Linked DNA regions of Gossypium hirsutum: region 2 is linked to region 1. Evidence: chromatin contacts called from public Hi-C data. All regions are on one chromosome and are shown on one strand. Each heading gives the region's core, a stretch centred on a gene start, on an enhancer-like site or on the middle of the called end of the contact. The rest is flanking DNA. Distances are from core to core; before and after follow the strand shown. Region 1 holds the start of LOC121217033 (small nucleolar RNA R71). Region 2 holds the start of LOC107952016 (alcohol dehydrogenase class-P-like).

Region 1 (7,828 bases), core at 2,530-5,029:
ATATATTTTAGATTAAATTCATAGGTATTTGTGCATTGATGGTTCAAACTTTAAGACACTAGAGAATCAAGCATGATAAGTCTATTTTTAGAATTAAAATTTTTAGGTTGTTTCCCTAAATTGAGGTATTACCTTGAAGTTTGAAATTTGCAAGATTGACATCAAAAGCCATAATTTTTGTGAGATTTTGAACCTTTAGAGCATACATTTTTTTTCTTGCTCACTTTGTTATTGGTTATGAGTGTGTCAATATTGAATTTTTATTCTAGAACTTGCTTCGATTATACATGTTGAGACCACACCTTTGATTTGATATACTAAGATGATAAAGGCACCTAGGTTTTAACCCACTTATCCCATAAAAAGCCTACCTTCATAATTAACCCTTAGTGAACCCTTTTGAGCCTAACAAACCGTTTCTTGATTTACCCATTAATATTAATCCATAACTCATTTTTGATTCATTGAGAATTGTTCTCGTTTTATTGACTTCCTTTTTGTCGAAATTTGATTTGGTTAGTTTCCTAACTATGTTCTTTTATCCAAATTATTAATTTTTCTCTTACTATCTATTTTATTCTTATTCATTTAAAAAAATTTCAAAAAATATATATGTTATTATACATTTATGTTGATTATTTCTAGTTCTTTGGTTTGAGCTTAAGTAGTAAATTTCATATTCTGAGAATAAGCTCATTTTATTCTTGAATTATTTTGATTGATGTAATTATTCAGTATTAGTTTAGTTTTTCTAGTTAGGTAATTTATCAATTCAATCTCGATTCTAACTTTCTTGTTCAGCCTTTAACCGCACCTTTAACCCAAGCCCCATTACAACCCTTTAAAAGACTTTTTGATTTGTGTGTCATCTCATTATAGTGGTAGAGATTTGATTTTCATACAAGCTTATGATAATAATTTTTCATGTTTGACTCTTAAGTGCTTAATTTTTTGAACCTTAAACACTTTAAGTGATTTGAGTGAACCTTTAGTGAGGATGTCAAATCTTGTCAGTTTTGAATTAAGAGTAATTACCTAGATAAGGGGAAATACCTATGTTTTCATGCTTTAAAAATGTTAGACTTTGATTGTTTGTGTATTTAGTACTCTTTTAGTTGAATTATCAATGTGTGGTTATTTGTGAATTATGATAAAACATTATTAATTAGAATTATGAGTTGAGAAAGTTTACTCTTAATTGTGAGTTGAGGATTTTGCTTGAGGGCAAGCAAACGCTTAAGTGTGGGGATATTTGATAAACCATAAATATAACATGTTTTAATCCCATGCTTAGTGTATTTTTGGATGATTTATTAATTAATTTGGTGAATTAGATGCTCCTAATCCTTTAATTTCATGTTTTATACTTAGGAGAGCATAGGGGAACAAAAAGAACAGAAAACGGGCCAAAATGGAAGAAACGGGTTGATTTAAAGACCCACACAGCCAAGACTAATTCTACACGGGCTGAGCACACACCCGTGTGAGCCACAGGGGCTGGTCACACGCCCATGTGGCAGCCCGTGTCGATATCGTTCCCTATTTCCCAAACATGCTGAAAAAGTCAATTTTTAGGGTTTCTGAGCATTCAAAAGTCTATAAATACATACTAAAAGAGGACCTAAGGGGGACATACAGATTAGAAAGTAGAAATTATTAGAAGGAAGCCATTGGAATCATCTCAAAAGCAGATCTCCTTCAAGACTGAAGATCTCCCTCCACTTTCTCTTGAAGTTTTTGAGTTTCTTATGTTTTGTTGTTTTCCTATTTTTGAGATGTTTTCCTATTACATTATGAACTAAACTCCTTAAATACCTAGGTAGGATGAAACCTACAATGAATCTTATTATTTAATTATCTGAATTACACGATAAATACTTGTTTTTTTTCTTAATTATGTATTCTTAATTCTTTCCTTAATATTTTCAGGATATTAATCCAAATTTGATGTGCTTATTCGGTGCAGCAAAAGTTCCTGTTTAAGAGTAGATCTAGTATAATTAAGCGAAGTTGATTACAATCCTAGAAATAGGACGACATAAATCTGTCGGATTAGAGTCAAATCTAATAAGGGAATCCATAGATCGAGTTAATGCAACAATAGGGGTTTTAATTAGAAAGAGATTTCAATTAATCAACCTAGAGTCAGTTGTTCTTAGTCTCGAAAGAGATATTAACATAATTTAGGGATTTCTACGGATCAAGACAAGTGAATAAATCATTTAATTCAGAGTCAGAATAGTAAGTGAAGTCTAGGTGGATTCTTCCTTGGGTATTGTCTTTATCATTGGTCTATTCGATTATTTCCTTCACTCTCTGTCGCGTTCATTAGTTAATTAGTTTAGTTAATTTTAGATTAAAACAAATCTCTTTTATTTTAGGCTAAATAATAGAAAGATAGTTAATACTAGTACTTTTAGTCCTTGTGGATACGATATTCTGAATTCACCATAGCTATACTACCATTCGATAGGGGCACTTGCCTTAGTCGTGATCGTAGTCTAGTTTAGTGATTCATAAAACGATCATCAAATAGCTATAATTTCATTTAAAAATTTAGACCATATGCTGTTACAGAGAGCTAATTTAATAAAGAATATACTTCGTAACTATGGTTGCTATTATAAGTAAAAAGTTGTTGTAGAGAGTTAAAATAAAACAAATTAAAAATCAATTTTTCTGAAAACTTCTGTTATAACAAAATGCTATTATAATGGGTGACTATTATAGAGAGGACTGTTTGTATATAAATGAAGTAAAAATAAAATTGAAAATAATTAGGGCTTAATATAACATTTGGTACTTGAACTTGACAATTTTATTTCTAATTTGGTACCTAAACTTTTTTTTGGTCCATTTTGGAACCCAAACTTGACATTTTCTTAATTTGTACCTAAACTTAACATTTTTTCTTAAGTTGATACTTAGTCTTTTTTGGGGTCCAATTTGGTACAAGGACTTGCTCTTTTTCCTAATTTGGCACCTAAATTTTTTTTTTGGTACTTGAACTTGTCAAACGATTTACAAATTACTTCAATATACTAACAATGTTTTTTTTATGAAGTAGCAAAAATAATTAATGTATGACCAAAATGTGACAAATGATATGATATTTCTTTTGTATTTTATATGATCAATTAATTTTAGTTTTATTTATTTAATTATTTATTTGTTAATGGATTTCTTTTAATTGGGTTTTTAATTTTTTTTCTTATCTAATGTTAATTTATTAAGCATATTTTTAACATGAATTTTCTCTTACGTTAGAGAACATTTTTCGTAGCATAACAAAAAAAAAATTAACCCTACTAGTATTTTGAGTAATTTTTATAACATTTAATAAAATTAGGTACCAAATTGAACCTAAAAAAAGACTTATGTACTAAATTAGAAAAAAATATTAAATTCATGTGCCAAATTAGGAAAAAATTAAATGCCAAATTAAAAAAAATTAAAACTCAATTACTAAATGTTATATGAAGCCATAATATTATTGCATACAAAGTACTTTTAAGCTTAAAAGAAACCTGGGTGTTTACTTGGTTAAAAAACGAAAACCCATAGATAATAGAATTGGATGAAGCAATGAATCCGTAGTAAATACTGAATTTAAATGGCAAGTGGTATTTATCCCAAATCAATACGCTTAATCTTGTTTTCTTCCAAATAAGGAAAGAAAATGAGTAGGCCTAGTTTTCTTGAACCTCACCTTCATACCTTATATTACCCAATAAGGAAAATTGTAACAATTCAGGGATCCATGAGGCGCCCATTATTAGGACCACTAGAATCTAGTTGACGGTTGACCGGCCTATGCAAAACCACTACAACAGTGAATACTGCTACCCAAAACCAGACACCGATTCGCCTAGAAACATAACTGTAATTTTGAGGAAAACCAAACCATTTGGTGTGCTTTACGTAATCTAGTAAGCTGGAAATGTGTTTCAATTCAGCTGCTATAAATAGATTCTTGCTAGCTTTCTTCTTTCATCATAAACTACATACAGAAGAAAAAACTAGTGAGCAGACAAATCAAAGAAGACTTTATTGTTAACAGCCATTATGAGTACTGCTGGTCAGGTCATTCGTTGCAGAGGTGATCTTTCGACTCTCTCCCTCTATTGTGCGATTGCTTGTTATACGATAACTGGGTTCTTTTTCTGGGATTTATCTGGTTTTGAATTTTTCTGTTGATTTTGACTTTTGCGGTTTTGATGCATGTTAAAACACTCTTTCTTTGATGAATATTCTTCAATGGTTGGCCATTATTTTTCTAATTCAGTGGATGTGCTATTATTGCAGCTGCTGTGGCGTGGGAGCCGGAGAAGTCATTGTCCATAGAGGAAGTGGAAGTGGCACCACCACAGAAGGATGAAGTTCGTATTAAGATACTCTTCACTTCTTTATGTCACACCGATGTCTACTTCTGGGATGCTAAGGTTCACACTTCTCTTTTTTTCTTACTTCAACTTGTTAGGAGAAAGATTTTCAATCTAACTCTGACATTGTTTCTGTTATTGTAGGGACAAAATCCACTGTTTCCTCGCATACTTGGCCATGAAGCTGGAGGGTATGTATAGCCAGTCTAAATATTTACAGTTCCTATAATATTCTTATTATGTGTATACGCATTAAACCTTTTCTTTGATTATTGTTTAGGATTGTGGAGAGTGTAGGAGAGGGCGTGACTGATCTAAAGCCAGGGGACCATGTTCTCCCCATCTTCACTGGGGAATGCAAGGAGTGTTCCCATTGCTTGTCTGAATAGAGTAACATGTGTGATCTCCTCCGAATCAACACTGATAGGGTTGGAATGATTAAAGATGGAAAATCCAGGTTTTCCATCAACGGGAAGCCTATCTACCACGTCCTTGGGACGTCTATTTTCAGCGAATATACTGTTGTCCATGTCGGCCAGGTCGCCAAGATCAATCCACGTGCTCCACTTGATAAAGTTTGTATTTTGAGCTGCGGGATGTCCACAGGTTAGTTAATGACTAAATTTTTCTACCCCCTTTTCTTTTGGATATGTAAACGATGTATATGAAAGTGAAGGAGTTCTTGTTTCACAACTTGTTTTGCTTTTGTTCTTGTAGGTTTGGTGCCACTGTTAATGTTAAACCCAAAAAAGGGTCAATCTGTTGCGATTTTCGGACTAGGAGTTGTCGGTCTTGCTGTGAGTTATTCTTGTCGCTTTGATGTTATATTTTCTTCTTCTTGGCGACTAGAAAGAGTGTAGGACTTATTTATCATTAATTCTCTGTTCTGCAATTTAGTCTGCCGAAGGAGCAAGAGTTTCTGGTGCTTCGAGGATCATTGGCGTTGATTTGAACCCCAGCAGATTCGAACAAGGTAGCATTGGTTTTGTAGTTACTTGAACAAAACATTCCAAGATCGGTTATGTTTCTGGTTAAGCAAAGTTACAAAACTAATCATGTTTATTCTTATTAATTGTTGCAGCCAAGAAATTCGGTGTTACAGAGTTTGTAAAGAAATTCGGTGTTACAGAGTTTGTGAATCCAAAAGATAACAACAAACCTGTCCAAGAGGTTGGTTCCCACTTGAAAATTCATTTCTATAGCATCCTGCTGGATTCTGATTGGAACATAACCATTAGTTACTAGGGTCACCTTGCGTAAAACCTGTCAACTTGTTATGGGATCTGATAAACCATAAAAGTAACACATTTTAATCTCATACTTAGCATATTTTTGGATGGTTTATCATATAATTTAGTGAATTAAATGCTCCTAATCCCTTAATTCCATATTTTATACTTAAGAGAGCATAGGGGAACAAAAGGAGCATAAAACGGGCCAAAAACGGACAAAACGGGTTGACTGAAAGATCCACATGGCCAAGACGAATTCCACACGGGCAAAGCACACGCCCATGTGGCAGCCTATGTCGATATCGCTCCCTGTTTCCCAAATACGCGGAAAAAGCCAAATTTTAGGGTTTCTGAGCATTCTAAAGTCTATATAAACACACTAGAAGCAGACTTAAGGGGACACGCAGAGCAGAAAGTAGAAATTACTCGAAGGAAGCCATTGAAATCGTCTCAGAAGCAGATCCACGTCAAGATTGAATATCTCCATTCAAATTTCTTTGAAAGTTTATTTGGGTTTTTCATGTCTTGTTGTTTTTCTAAATTTGAGATGTCTTCCATTTATACTATGAACTAAATTCCCTAGATACCTAGGGAAGATGAAACCTAAGACGGATCTTATTATCTAATGTTGAACTAAATTCCCTAGATACCTAGGGAAGATGAAACCTAAGACGGATCTTATTATCTAATGTTTTGAATTTAATGATAAATACTTGTTCTTATTCTTAATTATGAGTTCTTAATACTTGTTTTAATATTTTCAGGATATTAATTCAAGCTTGATGTTGTTCAGTGGAGCAAAAGCCTCTGTTTAAGAGTAGATCTACCAAAATTAAGTGGAGTTGCATGCAATCCTAAAGATAGGACGACATAAATCTGCCGGATCAGAGTCAATCTAATAAGGGAATCTATAAATCGAGTTAATGCGAATAGGGGTTTTAATTAGAAAGATATTTCAATTAATCAACCTAGAGTCAGTTGTTCTTAGTCTCGAAAGAGATATTAGCATAATTTAGGGATTCCTACGGATCAAGACAAGTGAATAAATCGTTCGATTCAGAGTCAGAATAATAAGTAAAGTCTAGGTGGATTCTGCTTTGGGTATTGTTTTTATTATTGGTTTATTCGATTATCTTCTTCACTCTCTTTCGCTTGTAGTAGTTAATTAGTTAGTTAATTTTAGATTGAAATAGATCTATTATATTTTAAGCTAAATAATAGAAAGATAGTTAATACCAGTACTTTTAGTCCTTGTGGATACGATATTCTGGACTCACCATAGCTTTACTATCATTCGATAGGTATGCTTGTCTTTGTCGTGATTGTATCCTAGTTTAGTGAACCATAAAACGATCATCAAGTTTTTGGCACTGTCGCCAGGGACTAAGATATTAGGAACGCTTGATTTTTATTAATTTAGCCATTTTTATTTTATTACATTTAATTTTTGTTTTAGTTTTATATTTAATTACTAATTTTCCTTTTGTTTGCTTCTGGCAAGTTCTTGTAGTTTATGACTAGAAAGAATCCGTCAGGACCATTATTATTCAATAATGAAATTGAAAATACAGCTCGTAGAAATCGTAGAGAAATAAGGTGGAGCTTACAGTATATAAAGGAAGAGCATGAGGACGATACTAATACTATCGAGGAGATGGCTGAAAATAAAAATAATTCGCTACCTCCTATGGTTGCCGCAATTCCTGTAAATTAGAATCCTACTCCTTATACTATGTACGATTATGCTAAGCCCAATCTCACTGGGGCTGAATCGAGTATTGTTCGACCTACTGTCACTGCAAACAATTTCGAACTGAAGCCAAATACAATTTAGATGATCCAGTAGTTTATTCAGTTCGATGGTTTGCAAGAGGAGGATCCAAATACTCATTTGGTCAACTTTCTGGAATATTACGACACTTTCAAGATCAATGGCGTTTCTGACGACGCCATTCGCCTAAGGCTATTTCCCTTCTCGTTAAGAAATAAGGCTAAGCATTGGTTGAACTCCCTACCACGAGGTTCAATCACTACTTGGGAACAGATGACAGAGAAGTTTCTACTAAAGTACTTTCTACCAGCTAAGACAGCCAAATTGAGGAACGATATCTCTTCCTTTGTACAGATGGATTTAGAGACTTTATACGATGCATGGGAGAGGTATAAGGACTTACTAAGAAGGTGCCTTCACCATGGGTTACCTTTATGGCTACA
Region 2 (7,828 bases), core at 2,934-5,433, 110 kb before region 1:
CGAGTTGAAACAAATTTTGCTCACCCTTAGTACAGAGATTAAGTTGTACCATTTAATAGCAGAGGGACTAATTTGATCCAGTCTTTATAATAGAGGGATTTCGTTGGTACATTCACCGGAATTAAAAGTATGAAAATTAAATCTCAAATTTAAACATAATTGAGAGACTAAAATTGAAATTTAATATTTTTCTATAATGTAAAGAAAAAAATCATATAAGAAAAAGAATACACATGTCACATGGAGAATGCCATGGACATTATTTTAATATGTAGGTACTAGTATGGTGAACTAGTTTTTTTAAGGAATAAATATTAAATTTATACATGAATTTTGATTTAATGTGTAATTTGATATGTGAACTTTGATTTGGTACAATTATACACTGAAAATTTAAATTGTGGTTTATATTTATACATGAAAATTTGATTTTAATTCAATTGTACGTATTTAAAAAAATGAATACATACATTTATTTTCTTTTTCTCAACATAAAATGGTGCCAATTCAATAATATTGGTAGTGATTTGTAAAAATTGAATTGAATCAAAATTGAATTAAATAGTGAATTGTTTTAGAGAACATTTATTTTTTTAAAATATTACTTCACTTTCACTTTAGTTTTAATGATTAATTAGATATTTGTGTTTTTATTAGTTTAACATTAATTTTTAATTAAATGATTTTTATATTATTTATATTAAAGCATATATTTGATTTTAATCTGTTTTTTTAGCGTAATTAAGTATTTATATATATTTTTAAACATATATTTCTAACATGATAATATTTGATTTGAATATAAAAAAATTAAAGTCAAATTAAAGTATCAAATTATATATATGAATTATTAAAATTTTTTAAGTTTTTTAGAATATTAATTTTAATTATAAATTGAGAGGCCCGTCCAAAACCACGACAAAAAGGAATACTACCACAAACAAACCACACACTAATTCGCTTGGCTAAATTGTCACTTAACAGAAGCAAACCATTGGCTTGTGCTTTGCGTATTGGAGTGAGCTGGGATTGGGTTCTGCTATAAATAGTGTCCAGTTAGCTTTCTACATTCTTCATCAAGCACGAAAAGAGAAATACACAAGAAAAAAAAAACAAGTGAGCAGATAAATTGAATACTTTATTTCTGTTAACATCCATTATGAGTACTGCTGGTCAAGTCATCCGTTGCAAAGGTGATCCATCCACTCTCTCTCTCATATGCGATTGCTTTTGGTTATATGATCACTGTTCTTTGTGGGATTTGGCTTTGAATGTATTAAGATACTCTTCACTTCTTTATGTCACACCGATGTCTACTTCTGGGATGCTAAGGTTTTACACTTCTCTCTCTCTCTCTCTCTTACTTCAACTTGTTTTTGTCGATTGATTTATAACTGTTGAAGAAGTAAAAGTTTTTACAAGGCCCTGAATCTGCAATATTGCTGATTATTTTGATTATATTGATGTTGGGAGTCTAATCTATTTTTAGCCGAAGTTCTTATTTTATCCTCCACATTGGCTTTGACCAATGGTGAACTTCATAAAAGGATGACCCTTTTTGATAAATTGTTTCCATTGATTCCTTCATCCAAGACTACGCAATAAGCATTTGCTTCAGGTTTTTTTTCTCTTAGATATGATTCTCTGATACTTATCTCTCACATTGTGATTGACAACAATTTTCTCTTCTTGTAGGGACAAAACCCTCTGTTTCCTCGCATACTAGGTCATGAAGCTGGAGGGTATGTATATTTAAATGTTAGGTAGATTCACTGGATGAGTTTTGAATGCATCGTCTTTGTTGGGAACCCCCACAAGCACTGCAACTCCCCAACCCTAAAAATTTATGTCATTTCAGCTAAGGATGGCAACGTAAAAAGATACAATCTAACATCGAGAAATTTATGAAGTTCACCATTGGCAAGAGCCAATGTGGAGGATAAAATAAGAACTTTGGCTAAAAATAGATTAGACTCCCAACATCAATATAATCAAAATAATCAGCAATATTGCAGATTCAGGGCTTTGTATAAAACTTTTACTTCTTCAACAGTTATAAACCAATCGACAAAAACAAGTTGAAGTAAGAGAGAGAGAGAGAAGTGTAAAACCTTAGCATCCAAGAAGTAAACATCGGTGTGACATAAAGAAGTGAAGAGTATCTTAATATGGACTTCATCCTTCAGCGGTGGTACCACTTCCACTTCCTCTATTGACAGTGGCTTCCCCGACTCCCATGCTATCGCAGCTGCAATAATACCCCGACCACTGATTAAGCCAAGCAATCGCCGACCATAGACGAATTTTAATCAAAGAAAGAGAAGCATCAAAACCAGCAGAAATTTTGAATTCATTCAAAGTTCGAAATTCAACTTTTTTTTTTATTTTTTCAAGTTGAAACGAATTTTGCTCACCCCTATTACAGAGATTAAGTTGTACCATTTAATAGTAGAGTGACTAATTTAATCTAGTCTCAGCATTTCGTTAGTACATTCACCGAAATTAAAGTATAAATATTAAATCTCAAATTTAAACATAATAGAGAGACTAAAATTGAAATTTAATAATTTTTATAATGTAAAGAAAAAATTCATATAATATATTTTATTATTTTTATGGAGACTTACGTATATAGATCATGCTAGCTTATAGTGTTTGGTCCGTCATGTAACGATGAGAAAAATAGATTGTTATATTAAGCATGTCCTTAAAATTTATTTTTTAATTAAGTGTATATTTTTGTCACACTGAAGAATAAATCAAATGATAGAGACTTCTTTGGGTAGAATAAAGTATAGGATAAAATTAATTTAATTTAAGGATTTTGTTAGTAGTTTAACTAATATTTTATGTAACTCTATGATGAATGACAGTTCCTCCTTTAAAAAATAGTTTATTATAAAAAAAATATGCGACTCATAATAATTTATGTTATAAAAATATTAAAAATTAAAATAAAAATTAAAAATAATTTTGATTAAAATGGTTGAGTTAAAAAAGTGAATGTTATAGTGTTTTAGTATCAAATCCCATTATATAAATAAGGGGACAAGATATTTATATAAAATATACATGTCCAAAGTAGTGGGCCGTGCCTACTTTCAGTAATGTATTTTTAAATTTGAAATAATCTTAGATCACCAGAATTTAAAAAAAAAGTAAAATAAATTAAATGCTCAATTTGTATTAGATATTATAAATATGTAAATTAATTTTTTATCTAATTAATATTTATATACTCTTTATACTTAAATATTACAATTATTAAATTTTATCTTTACCAAATTAATATTTCAATACAACTTTGTATTAATTTAAAAATGTTATTAAATTTATCATTAAAAAAATTACAAACCCTATAAAAGAAATCAAATTTAAAAACTTTTAAAATTTTGAAAGAAATAAAAAAATTATTTTTTTTAAACACTAATTATAATATTAAAAAAATTAAAATTTAAAAGGAACTAATTTTTTTTATAGAATTTGCGTATGAAGCTTTTTAATATATAAGTAAATATAAATTTTGTTTAATAATGTATCCAAAGCTAATGCTTAAATTTTATTTTTGTAAACTAAAAGGGAAACCTAATGAACATAAAGAAAAAGGGGACCTTGGTGATTATTTGATAAAAACCATAAATTTTGGAAATACAGGGTTTTAATGGCAGGTGGTTTTCCAAATCTGTAGGCTGACCCAACTTGATGCCTTCTTGCCCAATCAGGAAAACGATTGAAAACTCTCAATCAGCCGCCCCTAGTTATGGGTTAAACCATTTCAACTCAGCCTAGTCAATCAAAATTCCAACTATAAAAAATAATATTAACATAAAAAATAATTCAAAAATTACATAAATATTTTTTTATCTTAAAAATGATCAAAAATAATTTATTATAACATTAAAAATCATACAATAAAATTTAGGGACATAATATTAATTTTAATTACAAATTGAGAGGCCCGTCCAAAACCACGACAAAAAGGAATACTACCATAGAGAAACCACACACTGATTCGCTTGGCTAAATTGTCATTTGACTGAAGCAAACCATTGGCTTGTGGTTTTGCATATTGGAGTGAGCTGGGATTGGGTTCCGCTATAAATAGTGTCAGTTAGCGTTCTACATTCTTCATCAAGCACGAAAAGAGAAATACACAAGAAAAAAAAACAAGTGATCTGATAAATTGAAGACTTTATTTCTGTTAACATCCATTATGAGTACTGCTGGTCAAGTCATCCGTTGCAAAGGTGATCCATCCACTCTCTCTCTCATATGCGATTGCTTCTGGTTATATGATCACTGTTCTTTGTGGGATTTGGCTTTGAATGTTTTCTGTTGGTTTTGATGCTTCTCTTTCTTTGATTAAAATTCTTTTATGGCTGGCGATTGCTTTGCTAAATCAGTGGTTGTGGTATTATTGCAGCTGCGGTAGCATGGGAGTCGGGGAAGCCACTGTCAATAGAGGAAGTGGAAGTGGCACCACCGCAGAAGGATGAAGTCCGTATTAAGATACTCTTCACTTCTTTATGTCACACCGATGTCTACTTCTGGGATGCTAAGGTTTTACACTTCTCTCTCTCTCTCTCTTACTTCAACTTGTTTTTGTCGATTGGTTTATAACTGTTGAAGAAGTAAAAGTTTTTACAATGCCCTGAATCTGCAATATTGCTGATTATTTTGATTATTTTGATTTTGGGAGTCTAATCTATTTTTAGCCGAACTTCTAATTTTATCCTCCACATTGGCTTTGACCAATGGTGAACTTCATAAAAGGATGATTCTTTTTGATAAATTGCTTCCATTGCTCCCTTCATCCAAGACTACGCAATAAGCATTTGCTTCAGTTTTTTTTTCTCTTAGATTTGATTCTCTGATACTTATCTCTCACATTGTGATTGACAACAATTTTCTCTTCTTGTAGGGACAAAACCCTCTGTTTCCTCGCATACTAGGTCATGAAGCTGGAGGGTATGTATATGTCTGTTTAAATGTTTACAGTTCCTACAATATTATCATTATATGTATACACATTAACCCTTTTCTTTTGAATATTTAGGATTGTGGAGAGTGTAGGTGAGGGGGTGACTGATCTAAAGCCAGGTGATCATGTTCTCCCCATCTTCACGGGGGAATGCAAGGAGTGTCCCCATTGCTTGTCAGAAGAAAGTAACATGTGTGATCTCCTCAGAATCAACACTGATAGGGGTGAAATGATTAATGACGGAAAATCCAGGTTTTCCATTAATGGGAAGCCTATCTACCACTTCCTAGGCACCTCTACTTTCAGTGAATACACTGTTGTCCATGTCGGCCAGGTTGCCAAGATCAATCCTGAGGCTCCGCTTGATAAAGTTTGTGTTCTAAGCTGCGGAATGTCCACAGGTTGGGGACTTGGATTTCATTTTTGTCTTTCCTTTTTTCGGGAGATATAAATGGTGTTAATGACAGTGAGGATGTTCTTGTTTCACTACTTTTATTGCAGGGTTTGGTGCCACTGTGAATGTAGCTAAACCCAAAAAGGGTCAATCCGTTGCAATATTTGGACTAGGTGCTGTCGGTCTTGCTGTGAGTTATTCTTGTCGCATTTATGTTATATGTTTTCTTCCCCTTGGCAACACAAAAAGCGTTAGACTGATTTTTCTGTAATTCTCTGTTCTGATATTTAGGCTGCTGAAGGAGCAAGAGTTTCTGGGGCTTCCAGGATCATTGGTGTCGATTTGAACCCTAGCAGATTCGAACTAGGTAGCATTGGTTTCGTAGTTATTTTACACAAAAACTTGCAAGAATGGTTCTGTTTCTGGTTAAGCAAAGTCACAAAACTGATCATGCTTGTTCTCATTACTTCTTGCAGCCAAGAACTTCGGTGTTACGGAGTTTGTGAATCCCAAAGATCACAACAAACCTGTTCAAGAGGTTACTTCCCACTTGAAATTTCAGAAATTGTATTGGATTCTGTTTCGAACATGACCATCTATACTAGGGTTACTATGCATAAAAGCTGCATGCCTGCATTATATAATCAACTTGTTTGAGATCCTTATTATAAAAATGATTCTAATAATCAGGTCATTGCTGAGATGACTGGTGGAGGAGTCGACCGCAGTGTTGAATGTACCGGGAGCATCCAGGCCATGATTTCTGCATTTGAATGTGTCCACGATGTAATTATCTTCAAAAAAATTTTCTCGATGTTAGATTGTATCTTTTTACGTTGCCATCCTTAGCTGAAATGACATAAATTTTCAGGGTTGGGGAGTTGCAGTGCTTGTGGGGGTTCCCAACAAAGACGATGCATTCAAAACTCATCCAGTGAATCTACTGAATGAAAGGACTCTCAAGGGTACTTTCTTTGGCAACTACAAACCTCGAACTGATATTCCTGCTGTCGTTGAGAGATACATGAACAAGGTGAGTTTACCTTCCTGTTTAAGCATTTTATCTTTGTGCAAGTACCAATAAAGAGCAAATTGACTGCGATGTCTTTGATATTGCAGGAACTTGAACTTGATAAGTTCATCACTCACTCTGTTCCCTTCTCTGAGATTAACAAGGCATTTGAGTACATGCTTGCTGGCGAGGGCCTGAGGTGCGTGATTCGCATGGATGCATAAGGATTGGCTGGCCATGGATGAAGGGCTTTTTGTTAAGTATATGTGCATTTTAAGGGAATAAATAATGTAATATAATGCTACATCGTTGTGCTGTTTTTAATGGTAAATTTTTATCTTATCATGCATTTCTATGATCCTCTCTAGTTGCTTTGCTCTGCATGCTTCTTGTTGGAGATAGAATTTTCAAAAAATCATTTTAATTTGTTTTAGAAAATGGAACATATTGCTGAGCAAGGTTTGATGGGATAATCCCTAATAACATGAAAATGTCATATGTGTAAGATGTCTAAACGAAACAAATGGATGACATGTTGGAATTAAAATGAAAGATTATATCTACATTTTTATCATATGTTGATGTTACAGTGATTGTTCGAAAGCATTATTATTCACTTGGATGAAAATTTTTTTTCCATTGAAACGGTGAAACAATAGAAGGTGATAGCAAGTAAGCTATTTTTGGCATCACACACAGAAATCAACCAGCATAAACCAAGATATATATATATTGAAAATATTGTTCAAATGCTACGAAAATTAAAGAATTAATATTTAGGAGATCCTTACTCAGTAATTTGGTCAAATTCAAAATAAACCAAGTAGTTTTAGAAAATAAGCAAACAAGTATAATTGATAATGTTGTTAACTATTCATTAAAATAAGCTACAAAATTTAGTCTCTATAATAATCCAAATTCAACAAATAAAGACTATTGAATTAATGTTAATTATATTTGCTAAATGAATTATGAATTGGATTAGTGGTTGGTTCAATTATATTTAATTAAAAAACAAAAAAAATATTTTAAAAAATAAAAACAATTATAAAAAAAAAGATTGAATCAATTTTTGGCCTTATATATATATTACCAATTTGCAACAATTTGCTTTATTTTTTGTTACATACCATCATATGAACTATCGACTTTAGTTTAATTGATTTAATTAATTAGTCTAATCTAATTCAATAACACCAGCTAAGGCAATCAAAAGAAAAAAAAATCAATTCTCAAAAATGTCTGCAAATACACAATTGGTTAAAATTTAAAAAATTAATAAAAACTGTTAGAATTAAGTAACCCGAATTCTTATTTAATAAAATACGATGGAAAATAAAATAAAAGTAAAATCCATATAGAACTAGACTTCTTTTATTTTATTTTAGAATAAGGTTTTTAAACCTTGTTAAACTCTATCTATTTTATATTGATTAGGATA

Evidence for each region. A called contact is a pair of places that touch in the nucleus more often than the background predicts.
Region 2: a Hi-C map of leaf shows a contact between it and region 1, with 2.4 times the contacts expected there. The contact joins the promoter of LOC107952016 here to the enhancer-like site in region 1. A contact is called at or near these places in 7 of 34 Hi-C or Micro-C datasets (cotyledon, hypocotyl, leaf and 1 more).

What each region holds. Positions count from the first base shown.
Region 1 is chrA02:11,808,087-11,815,914 of Gossypium_hirsutum_v2.1, reverse strand. It overlaps LOC121217033 (small nucleolar RNA R71), which reads right to left and starts at 7,813; the gene lies at 7,707-7,813. It also overlaps the pseudogene LOC107951518. Within about 2 kb of position 3,779, at least 3 of the 9 cell types and tissues checked have an H3K27ac peak or open chromatin away from gene starts, as enhancers often do. A contact at or near this core is called in leaf, where this site is marked.
Region 2 is chrA02:11,921,220-11,929,047 of Gossypium_hirsutum_v2.1, reverse strand. It overlaps LOC107952016 (alcohol dehydrogenase class-P-like), which reads left to right and starts at 4,183. Exons shown (of 10, transcript NM_001327593.1): 1 at 4,183-4,247; 2 at 4,424-4,560; 3 at 4,922-4,968; 4 at 5,057-5,382; 5 at 5,483-5,565; 6 at 5,667-5,742; 7 at 5,852-5,913; 8 at 6,066-6,161; 9 at 6,247-6,408; 10 at 6,495-6,947. The coding sequence starts at 4,214. The coding sequence ends at 6,611.